Regions from separate parts of the Mus musculus genome. Here region 1 is linked to region 2. The links are chromatin contacts, called in public promoter capture Hi-C maps. All regions are on one chromosome and are shown on one strand. Each heading gives the region's core, a stretch centred on a gene start, on an enhancer-like site or on the middle of the called end of the contact. The rest is flanking DNA. Distances are from core to core; before and after follow the strand shown. Region 1 holds the start of Lipc (lipase, hepatic). Region 2 holds the start of Fam81a (family with sequence similarity 81, member A).

Region 1 (6,036 bases), core at 926-3,425, 790 kb after region 2:
TTTTTTGGTTTTTTTTTTTGGTTTTTTTTTGTTTTTTTTTTTTAAAGACTAACTTCCAACTTTAAGATAGTCAAATACAATAAAATTACTCTGGTGTGAACTCAAATTTTTACTTGCCAAGCAAATTCTTAAGCTTTACAGTTCACAATCTGTCTTATTCATAAATTTTTAAACACAAGCAAAAAAATCTTAGTGGACGGGTATCACATTGGAAAACAGAATTGAAGTAATGTGAACCCTGAACTTTCAGTTTTACACTTGCTTCCATCATGTTTATTTTTAGCTTCCTGTTTAAATGTGGGAATGGGTATTAAGTACCAGGAGGGCTGGAGACATGAAATGTGTCTGAGAGAGGAAGAAGGATTCTGAGCCACTACACGCTCACTCCCATGGGGAGCACACATCCGTTGTTTCTGAGCTCCAAGACTACGTAAGTAACATGTGCATGGGTGTGGGAGAGCATGTGCTGCACATGTGTGGTGGTCAGGGGATGGCCTCAGGGTTGGTCCTTGATTTTTTTACACCTTGCTTGGGACACAAAGACCAAACGAAGAAAGAGAACTTCAGACCAATCTTTATGAACATTGATGCAAAAATACTCAATAAAATTCTTGCCAACCAAATCCAAGAACACATCAAAATGATCATTCACCACGATCAAGTAGGCTTCATCCCAGGGATGCAGGGATGGTTCAATATACGGTAATCCATCAATGTAGTCCACTATATAAACAAACTCAAAGAAAAAAACCTCATGATCATTTCATTAGATGCTGAAAAAGCATTTGACAAATTTCAGCATCCTTTCATGTTAAAAGTCTTGGAAGAACAGCAATCACACTTAACCATTGAACCATCTTTCTAGTTCATCCTTGAGGAAAGAAAAGTTTAAGTCTCCGGTGGATATAGATGCTCAAGTCTGTGACCTCAGTGCTCCTCAGTGCTCAAGAGGATCTCAATGTCGACCCTAGCCTGGGTTACACAGACCCTGTCTCCAAATCCATCCATCCATCCATCCATCCACCCATCCATCCATCCATCCATCCATCCATCCATCCATCCATCCATCCATCAAAATTTTAAACATTCTAGGCCAGCAGATCTTCATGACAATGGGCACAGAAGCAAGGTTCCAAACCCCTGTCTAATTTGGTCAAGTTGTCCAGTCAATCCTACCATTTACTGATCTAACACGCCATTCAGCCAGGAACCTGGACCCCATCTGCCTGGCAGGGCATGGAAGTCTATCCTTGGCCATCACTGTAGTTTATAAAGCCATGGACTAAAAAGACTGATGGCGGCGGCTCCTTCAGCTCAGGAGAAAAGCTTTGCCAGAAAAATGTAAAGACTAGGAAACATGCGAATGACATCTCTGCTTTAGGCAGGACTAGAAACAGGACTCAGATTCCCTTCTCTTGGGAGAGAGCAAGGCGATTTCACAACCCCAATAGGACAGAGCGTTTGATGGCTCCCAGATGACAAATTAGAATTCAAATGAACTTTAAGGATGATCCCAAGTCTTTCAGGTCATTGTCTTTCAAGTCTTTCAGGTCATTGTCTGCTGAAAAAAAAACTTTTCCCATGGTGTCCATATGACACCTGTAAGAGGCCACACTGCCCGTTACAGGGGCTTTTTTTTTTCCCTGTCATCTACTCTCATCTACTCTTTTTGAAAATACGGTCCCTTTTACAAAGTGCTACACAGCTCTGGGTACCTTGGGAGCCACTCATAGAACCACTTCATGAGCTCTGAAGCAGATCCCATCCCAATGTCAATCTCTGCAACACAGTCAAGACCAAAAAAAAATTCACGGCCATTTCTAGAGAAAAGATAAACACTTACCTGTTCCCACGCCTTGTCCACAAGCACTTGATTGGATAAAGATGCAGAACACCAGGAAAATGGAGATTTGGAGGGGATTTCCCATGTCTCTGGCCTCACCTGGGGTCTGAGGTCTTCTTGCTAATGTCTAGAACTAAAGAGACCAGAGTGCTTCTTGGTGCTCAGCTGGGGAAGGCCCCCATTAATTATTAACCTTAAAACACGTTACCTAGAATTTAAACACTTTCTTTACCTTCTCCAGTCCAAATCTATCAATATCTAGATTGACCCACAGAAGCACTTTTTATCTCGATAAGTTTTGGAAATAAAACACCTCGCCAGGTCTTCTTTCCTCTTGAGCCAAGCTCATAGTTCAGAATCAATCAATTGAGAGTCAGTGTGCTGTGTTTGGACATTTGACCAAAGGTCAGCTGGGTGACCTCTGTATTATTGCCTGCTTTACCGCCCCCCCCCATAGTACTTGAATGGGAGGTAGTGTCGTGGTCCTGGTCTTTCTAGTCGCATGCCAATCCCAAAGAGAGATGAAAGCCCCCACCCCCAGGGACTCTGCTTCCTGTTGAGTTCAGCCATGTTTCTGGCACCTGTGGTGTAATTGTGATGGGGCAGCATGTCTTATAGCTGAAAGAGGAGCTGGAGCCTGGTGAGGTCAGGTTAAGAAGGAACTGGGTGAGAAGCAAAGACCAGAGTCTCGCTGAGGGCCCCGTTGAGAGATACCCCAGGATAAATGCACTCACTGGGTTAATTAATGTCCAGCCAAGAGTAGAGGGCTGTGAAGCAAGGTCATTCAGCAAAAGCAGGCAAGAAAGGGTGTGATGTGCAGCTCTTGCAGAGTTCTTGGCTCTCTAGTGTGATTTAAATTTTGTTGTTGTTGTTGATTTAGTATGGACACACTGAACAAATAAATGCTGTGTGTTGAACACCACTGTGTACCAGGCGCTGTTGTTGGCTTTAAAGAATAGTTAAGTGAATAAAGTAGGCAAGCAGTCCAGTCCTTGTGGAGTTTACGTGCCGTGGGCAATGTGGGCATGAGAAGGATTATATGGTAGAAAGCAGAGATGCATGTTTGAGAACTATTTGGCTGGGAATATAGCTTAGTTGGTAGAGTGCTTGCCTAGCACGCATGAAACCCTGGGCTGGATCCCTAGTATAGTGGCTTTGGTGGCACATGCCTATAGCCCCAGCATTCAGGAGGAGGTGGGAGTGTCAGGAGTTCAAGGTCATTTCTGACTCCACAGTGAGTTCAAAGTCAGCCTGTGCTAGATGACACCCGGCAATAAAAAAATAAAGTACAAATAAAGAAATACCAGGGGTGATGGAGAAGGCAGTGGTTTAAACAGAGTGGTCAGAGTGAATCTTGCTTGGAAGTTGTACCTGAAACCAAGGCTTGAGGGGAGTGAAGGGGCCAGTCTGCGGGGAGAAAGACTTTCAGACAGTTAAGGCAAAGGTCCTGAGATTGGAACATGTTTGGTGTGTTCCAAGAACAGAAAGATGGCCCGTGAGCAGGGAGACTCCTCTGAAGGGGGTACAGAAAGGACTCAGACATATAGAACAAAGGAGCAAATAATTTGATCTGTGTTGTTTTGCATGTGAGCAAGGCTAAAGAGGAGAGCTGACTGAAGAGTGAGCCAGGGAGCTGTGACGATGGCTGGTGTGATGTAACCCTGGGCCTGGGTGGGGGCTGGGCTGTTGTTTAGAAGTGGGACTACTAGACTCCCTGGATTGCTGGGAGGGAGGAGGTGAGAGGGGAGTGAAGAATGACTGGAGGCTTTGGGGTTCAGCAAATAGATGAATGGGGTTACCATCCACGGAAGTGATGAGTGAAACAAGTCTGGCAGGGGGAATGAGGAGCAATTCAGGTTTTGCTCTGTGGCGGGCGTCTGAGTTGGCTCTTAGACACTCCAGTGGATGGTGGAAATAGTTAGCAGACAGACAAAGTGCCAACTGTTGTCTGCTAATGGCTGGCTTAAAAGCTCTCTGAGAGAGCTGGGGAGACAACACAGGGAGGAAACTGCTTGCGGTACAAGCACGAGGACCTGAGTTTGATCCCCTAAATCCACATTTTAAAAGAGCCAGGCACGAGCATGTTCTTGTAATCCCAGTGCCTGGGAGGCAGGGCCAGGCTGATCACTGGGACTTGTTGGGAAGCCAGCCTTGCATAATTAGAACGCAGTGGGTCCCGGTGAGAGACGCAAGATGGAGACTGATTGAGAAAGACAACGGATGCCAGCATTTGACGCCCACAAGCATGTATGCAGGCAGCTGTGAATGGTCTTGATCCCAACCCCAAACCTGTGTGCTCTGTGTCTGAGCTTCCTTTCTGAAACACAGGGGCCATCCTGGTTCCTGAAGACCTGGGTTCTGGATTTGGGGGTGTCTCCTTCCTGTTTTGCATGGTTAAGCAGGCTCCACTTCCACTTTTTTCACATTAAACATTTAAATCTTCAAACCCCTAAGACCATTTGGCCTTGGGTCCCTCTTCCATCACCCTGTTATCCTCTCTTCTGGATATTGCAGCAAGCACTCCCAACCCCTACCTCCTTCTGCAGGTAAACTTAGCAAATACAGTGAGCCTGCCTGTCTCCTGGCTCTGGTATCTGTGCAGAATGTTACATAACACCAGCCACATCTATCATCTCATCTCTAAGGTGGGGATAGCACAGCCTGAGATAATATTTTATGATACTCACTTACTTTCCCCTAACTTGTCCTTTCTCCCACATAGGAAGGATAAAGTAAAATCAGTCTATATAGAGTTTGTCTTCCTAAACCACAAGGTCCCAGGCTAGGGAACCACTAACTGACCAAGACCAGTAAAGGACTAAATTTCTTCTTTACATTTGAATTTTATACATAAATGATATACATATAATGTATGTATATGTATGTATTACATGTAATGCATTTAAATCAAATATACCCCCTTTCCTTTCCCTCCAATGTCCCCACAACCACCATTACTTCCTAACTACATGTGCTCTGTCTTAAAAGCTAAGTCTATTTATTGTTGTCCATAAACGCACAAATGTTAAACATCCCCCTGGAGCAAGAGGATCCCCAAAGAAAACTGATCCTCTCTCCTTCAGCAGCCATCAGCTGCCAGTAGCTCCACAGACATTACTGGCTGCCCCTATTGTTCTTGGTTAACCTCCAGAACTTGATGGTAAGAGTCTGTTAGTGATGGTACCACACCCTTGAGTCCTAGGACATGGAAAAACGGAGCTGGGCTAAAATGTTTTGAAGGGACACAAAGGGGTTTTCCACCCTCATCACTGGAAAGACAGCATCCAAACCTTAGAGGTGGTGGTGGGGGGGGGGGGAGACTTGCCTCTGGAATTGAGAGCAGAGGGGATGGTCCCTTGCTTTGTAGAAAGCCTGGGAGCGGGTAAGACCTAGATAGAAAATGCTCTGTGTGTGCCATCATGCAGAAGGGCGTTCCTGGCCTTGGGTTGGAGCCATGCTGAGCCTTCCAAGTCAATAGGTCAAGATGACAACAGGACAGACAGACAGACAGACAGACACTCAGTATCCATCTTGTGAGTAAATTATAGAGGACTAAGTACTTGCCCTTCAACTCATACCCAAGTACTGTGCCTGATCTAGAACTGTGGTACAACTGGGGTTGGACAGGAAGAATAGAGAGAAAGAACGCAGGGATGCCTGAAAACAAGCATTTGGAGCCATTGCTTCAGATGAGCTATAGACAGCAAAGGTGCTTGTGTATCAGCATATGTAGACTAAGAGTCACACCTCTATACAAGTCCATGACGAGTGTTAGAAATCCATACGTGGGGTGAGTGCCTTGTTCATAAAGGAGGTACAGTGAATCACAGTGACTTATTTTGGGCTCATCCCAGGAACAACGGAATGAACTTCTCCTGAGCTAGAGTAAGAGCTACAGCCAAGACGCTGACTCGGAGAGAGCTGCTTAGATGCACAGTCAGTTGATGAAACCAGCTGAGCCTCTGAGATCTCTTTGTGCAACATTAGGAGATTGTGTGTGTGTGTGTGTGTGTGTGTGTGTGTGTGTCTGTGTGTGTGTGTGTGCGTGCTTATTCTGATCGATGCCATGTAAGCAAATAAATGTCCACATGCTGGGGGGGGGGGGTTGTCCAATATAATCTATGAAGATAGTTGCATGAGGGTGATGTGCCCTTAGTAGAAAGAATCACTCCTGGACCTTCAGGGCCTGACTA
Region 2 (5,658 bases), core at 211-2,710:
TAATTCGTTAATTTTTTAATTACATTTATTCGTTTAGCTCCTGTGCCTTGTGTGGGTGTGGAGGTCAGAGAACAAGTTGTGGGGGTTGGATGATTCTCTCCTTTCACAATGTGGGTTCCAGAGATCAAACCCAGGTCCTCAAGTTTAATGGCAAAGACCTTTACCCCACCCCCACCCCCCACCGAGCCATCTTGCTAGCCCCCTAACCCCAAATCTCCAAAGAACAATGCAAATGTCTGGCCCTAGTTCTAAGTGATTCCCTCTGTAGATCCAAACCAGTTCAACATTATTTCTGTGAAATAACCTCTTAACAGCATACACAGACTTTAAGCTGAGTGCACGCATGCGCATGTCACACACACACACACACACACACACACACACACACACACACACACACAGCTTCTGCACATTGAAGAAATGACTCACTTAATTTGCCACTGCCTGCCACTACTGGGTTTTGATTTTACCTGTTCAGACACAAAGTTTCCTATCAGATCAACTACAGGAAAGAAGTATTTGGCAGCTTGGACCCTGATTGGGTTCAGGACTTAAGTGCACCGAAGGGATTTTAATCTATGCATTTTAAGGAGCCTTTCCGGACCCCAGACTGTTCCCTCCATAAAATGGTAACATTTCTTGCTACTTTGGGAGCCAGCTCATTGGAAACCCCTTGCGGAATAAATATGGTTAAGTCTTGCATCCCCAGAGGGTCCCTTCCTCAGCTCACAGTACCAGCAAAACAGCCTTGTGCTGCAACTGGAAAGAACCAGAGCCCTTCCTTTCAAAGGATGAAAACCAGAGAATCCGCGGGAGCAATGTGGCTAACCCACCCAAGGTCACTCAGCTCCAACTGTGAATGATAGACTTGCCCCTAGTCCTGGCAAACTCTGCACACCCTTGGCTCTCCTCAAACAGTCCCTCGGGGGCCTCTTCTGTCTGCTAGCTTGCAGCCCCCGCGAAGATGCAATGCCACTTGCGCTCTGCGCCTAACTTCAGCCCTGCGCGTCAGCATTCAGTTAACCCTCTCGCGTCCAGAGTGTCACGCGGGGCACACGAGGCTTCATCCCTCACCCCCTCTCCCCAGCACTATCCCATGCCTATCCATGGAGTGGTTGCTCCAAGGTCACATCGACGGTCCCTGCGGAAGCACCCGCCGCTTGAGTCTAGAGGATGCCCGGACATGTGGGGAGGGGAGACACCTCTGAAGACTCACCCGCGCGCGGATCTGGCGCGCCGAGGCTGCCCATGTCGTCGCCGGCGCTCTGGGTGCGGTGGCCGCGAGCGCGGGGCTTTGCGGGGCGAACCCGGCTGCGGGCCCGCGCTCCAATCAGCGCGCGCGCGGCCCGGCCCGGGGTTCGCGGCTCCCCCACCCTGGAAGGGCGCGAGCCGCCGCGCGCCTCCCAGAGCCTCTTCCGGGCGCGTTGCCTGGACGCGGTTGCCGTGGCAGCCCGAGCTGGAGGCTTTCCCCGCGCGCCCGCGCCCAGCCCGCCGGCGCCCCTCCTCCCACCGCGTTCCCACACTCAAAATAGCCTTTCCGCGGCGCCGCGGGTCCCCACCCAGTTCGCTGCAGGGAGTCAGCGGGCGGGGACTTGCTTACAAGAACCTCAGTCCCGTCGTAGGGCGCGTCGACTTGGAGGCAGAGGTAGGTGTAGGGAAGGATGCTTCAATGAGAGCCCAGCCTTCCAGGTCTCTATGTCATCAATCATTTTCCCGGGAATCCTAGCATCCCTTATGTACCAAGCCTGGTTCCCACAAAAATAGTTAACTGCTTTTCCCACCTCAAACTGGGGAGAAGTTAGGGGTGAGACCACAGTCCAGGAAACAGCTCCTTCCAGCGCCACACCTGCACAGGTGATGGAACCCTCCAGGCGACAAGTGTGTATGAGGGAATCACCAAGCCTCGCGCACAAGAGACAGGACCCCTGGGAAAATGCCCGTTTCTCCTCCCAGCCCTCTTCCTACCTTCTGCCTCGCTCCCAGGGAGTTCCAGCTTTGCTCTCCTTCCCATCAGTGCTGGATCCTCAGCAGGAATCACTCACAATTTTGCTTCCTCTCCGTAAGGTGGGGTTTAAGAAGAGTGGAGGATCCCACCTTTGCTCACCTCACTGCGTCTGGTTCATAGCTCTTACGTAGAGGCATGGGCTTACCCAGTGTAGGTGCTCCTGTCTGGCGGCTCTCCTCTGCCCCCAATTCAAAGGAAGCTAGGAAGAACGCAGGCTGTGCAGCCACTTGGGAAAGCTCTGGTCTTGGAATTCTCGATCCTGTAGTTATTTATGTGTCGTCTTGGGTGTTCTGTAATTAACTCGCCTGTAAAGTAATAACTCCCCAAAACACACACACACACACACACACACACACACACACACACACACACACACACACAGAGAGAGAGAGAGAGAGAGAGAGAGAGAGAGAGAGAGAGAGAGAGAAAGAGAGAGAGAGACTGCTAAGGTGAAATGGAGAAGATGAAGATGGAGAAGGCAGGGACTCTGCTCCCCTCCCGGCCATTGCAGCCTAACACATATTGATCAGATAGTTAGACGGGTATAAAAAAGACTGCTGACCAGAGGGCATGGCCTTAAGTCCTGTCTCACGGAGATCTCACCTAATAGTGTTCTTTAGTGTGTGATGGTTTATTTCTCTTTCTGTATCACTTGGTGCACAGCGTGTAAATACGGATGGGATCCAATCCCATGGCGAAAGGTTCTCTGAGAATTTCCACCATTTAAGATAAATTTGAGGGGGCGAGGAGATGGCTCAGTAGATAAGTGCTTGCCTTGCAAGTGTGAGGACCTGAATTTCATCCTCTCTGAATTTCATATATATATGTGTGTGTGTGTGCGTGTGCGTGTGCGTGTGCGTGTGTGTGTGTGTGTGTGTAGAGGGGGGAAGAGGGAGAGAGAGAGAGAGAGAGAGAGAGAGAGAGAGAGAACTCGTGTCGTGCACATATTCTCACACAGGCTCCCCACATGCACAAAATAAATAAACATGCCAGCCATGGGGATTTGGTGTTCACTTGTAATTCCAGAGCTGAGGAAGCAGAGACAGGCAGACAGATCAGGGCTCATAGGTCGTGCAGCCTTGCCTTCTTGATGAGTTCTAAGTCTGTCTTTAAAAGGTGGATCATGCCTAATGAATGATATTTGAGGCTGTCCTCTGACCTACACACACACACACACACACACACACACACACACACACACACACGCACGCACAAATGAAACATATTACTTGCCACAGTGTCTGGAAACACAGCTGTTACGATAAAGTGCCAGCTCTCCTCACAATGAGGCCAGAGTCAGGTTCCAAGGCTTTCTACCTGTTCCCATAGGCTGCCTTCTAGCGCAGGGTGTGCCTCTCACAACCAAGACAGTCAGTTCCTGTCCATTTTGTTTCCTTTTCCCTCCTTCTCCCTTCGCTCCCTCCCTATCCTGCTTCATCCTGCCACGGGCCAGGAGTCAAGGAGTCAAGGTCCTAAGAAGGGGTGGGAGTTGTCACTCTGGTGGCTGTCAAAGCATAACTTTATTACCACAAGTCCTCCTCACACTCTGGGGTAAGGCAGGGGAATACCTGGGAGGCGAGAGGGGTTTGCCGTAAGCGCACACACACCCCGACTTAATTTCTTTTTTTAAACAATCATGCTGATTAACATAAGACACCACATATTTAAAGATTCCTTTGCAAGGCCTGATGGCTCATACCTCTAAATCTAGCAGACAGTAGGTTGAGGTGGACTGGACGCCATTGTGATTTCCAGGTGAGCCTGGGTTACAGAGGGGACTCTGTCTTAAAGAAAACAAAAAAGTAAAAACAATTCACTTAATTTTTTTTTAAAAACTATGATACTAGTTCTAAAATTTCAAAAACGGTGTCAAATCAGGCCTGTGACTTCCTGCTTCTCCCCGCTCCCCCTTTTTTTCAGGCAATCTATTTTTAATCCTAATTTAAGCTCCTTACCCCTTTACACACCTGTCAGGTAAATTGCAGTCACGTACTCAATGTTCCAGAATTGTTTGTATTGTAACTCATTATAGAAAATGGCTTTTTTTCCCTTGCCTTACTTTAATTACCAAACCATGAAGTTACCACAAATTATTATATGCTAGCACAGTTTATTACTAAAAAAAAAAAAATTTTTTTTTCAAAGGAAGAAAACTTGACTTGCCTCGCCTTCCCAAAGGACTACAACTGTAAAACTAAAGATGGTTTTCATCAGTGACAGCCCAGCAGGTGAAGGCATAGACAAAATCCTGCCTCAAAAGATAGATCGATCAAGGACAACACCTAATGTCAGTCTTTAACCTCCTTGTGTCCCCACATATGGGAATACACAACTATACATATGTACCACACACACACACACACACACACACACACACACACACACAAGCACACACAAGCACACACATACAAATAAAGTAAAAAAAAGTTGAGGGCCTAGGTTTGTCAAAAGACGTGTTTGTTGGGCCTGGAGAGGTAGCTCAGTGGTTAAGAGCACTGTTTGCCCTTCCAGAGGACCCAGGTTGAATTGCCAGCTCCCACACAGCAGCTCATGGCCACCTGTAATTCCAGTCCCAGGGGATCTGATGCCCTCCTCTAGCTTTTGTGGGCATCCATGTATGGGGTGCATAGACATACATACAAGGTAAAACACCCATCCAAATAAAAAGAATAAAATGTTCAAAAATATTTTTTAAAAATGGTATTTGTAAGAATGTAAAGTAGGGCTGGCAAGAAGGCTCAGCGGCTAAGAGCACTGACTGCTCTTTCAGAGGTCCTGAGTTCAAATCCCAGCAACCACATGGTGGTTCACAACCACCCTTAATGAGATCTGATGCCCTCTTTTGGTGTGTCTGAAGTCAGCTACAGTGTACTTATGTATAATAATAAATAAATCTTTGGAAGAAAAAAAATGTAAAGTAGATGAGCCAAAACCAACGGGATGAGTTCAAGATGAATATATAGAGTTGTTACTAGTCTGCTCCTGGCCTATCCAAACAGTGTAACCCCTGAGGTATCCAGGTCTGTAGGATGTGTCACAAGCTACTTATTCCTAATAACACGGAGCCGAACAATCCTCCTCTTAGGAGCGGTCACACGTGGGAACAAAGCAAAAAAACTTTCCCATAGAGGAACAGTGAGGAAAAGCCAGTGATGTGGGGGTTGGGACCATGTCAGAGAGGGCAAAGACAAAAGGTCCACAGGTGACCTTCATGAGTAGTTGGCAGGTGAGTTAAGCAAGACCAGGTGGCAGAGAAATGCAAGGAAGACGGGTCACTTTTTCCTGTGGTTTTCTGAGACAGTGTCTCATTATGTAAACCAGGTGTGCTGGTTGGATTTTTGCCAACTTGACAAAAGCTAGAGTCATCTAGGAAGAAGGAATGCCAGTTCAGGGTTTGTCTCCATTAGACAAGTCCGTGGGGCATTTTCCTGATTGATGATTGATATGGGAGGGCCCAGCCCACCGTGGGCGGTGTCTCCCCTTAAGCAAGCATTCCTGAATTATCTAAGGTAGGTAGTGAGAAAGCTCTGGGGAACAAGCCAGTGAGCAGCATTCCCCCAGGGTCTCTGTATCCGTTCCTGCCTCCAGTTTCCTGCCTGGAGTTCCTGCCTTGATTTCCCTTCACAATGGGCTACAACTATAAGCTGAACTAA

The links. Promoter capture Hi-C pulls out the DNA fragments that hold promoters and counts their contacts.
Region 1: a contact with region 2 is called in a promoter capture Hi-C map of liver, with 2.4 times the contacts expected there. The contact joins the promoter of Lipc here to the promoter of Fam81a in region 2. A contact is called at or near these places in 3 of 39 promoter capture datasets (frontonasal cranial neural crest and liver).

Annotation. Positions count from the first base shown.
Region 1 is chr9:70,932,633-70,938,668 of GRCm38.p6, forward strand. Lipc (lipase, hepatic) reads right to left here and starts at 2,176. Exons shown (of 9, transcript NM_008280.2): 1 at 1,844-2,176. The coding sequence starts at 1,928. The region is part of intron 2 of Gm32017 (a long non-coding RNA gene); the gene reads left to right.
Region 2 is chr9:70,140,097-70,145,754 of GRCm38.p6, forward strand. Fam81a (family with sequence similarity 81, member A) reads right to left here and starts at 1,461. Exons shown (of 9, transcript NM_029784.2): 1 at 1,217-1,461.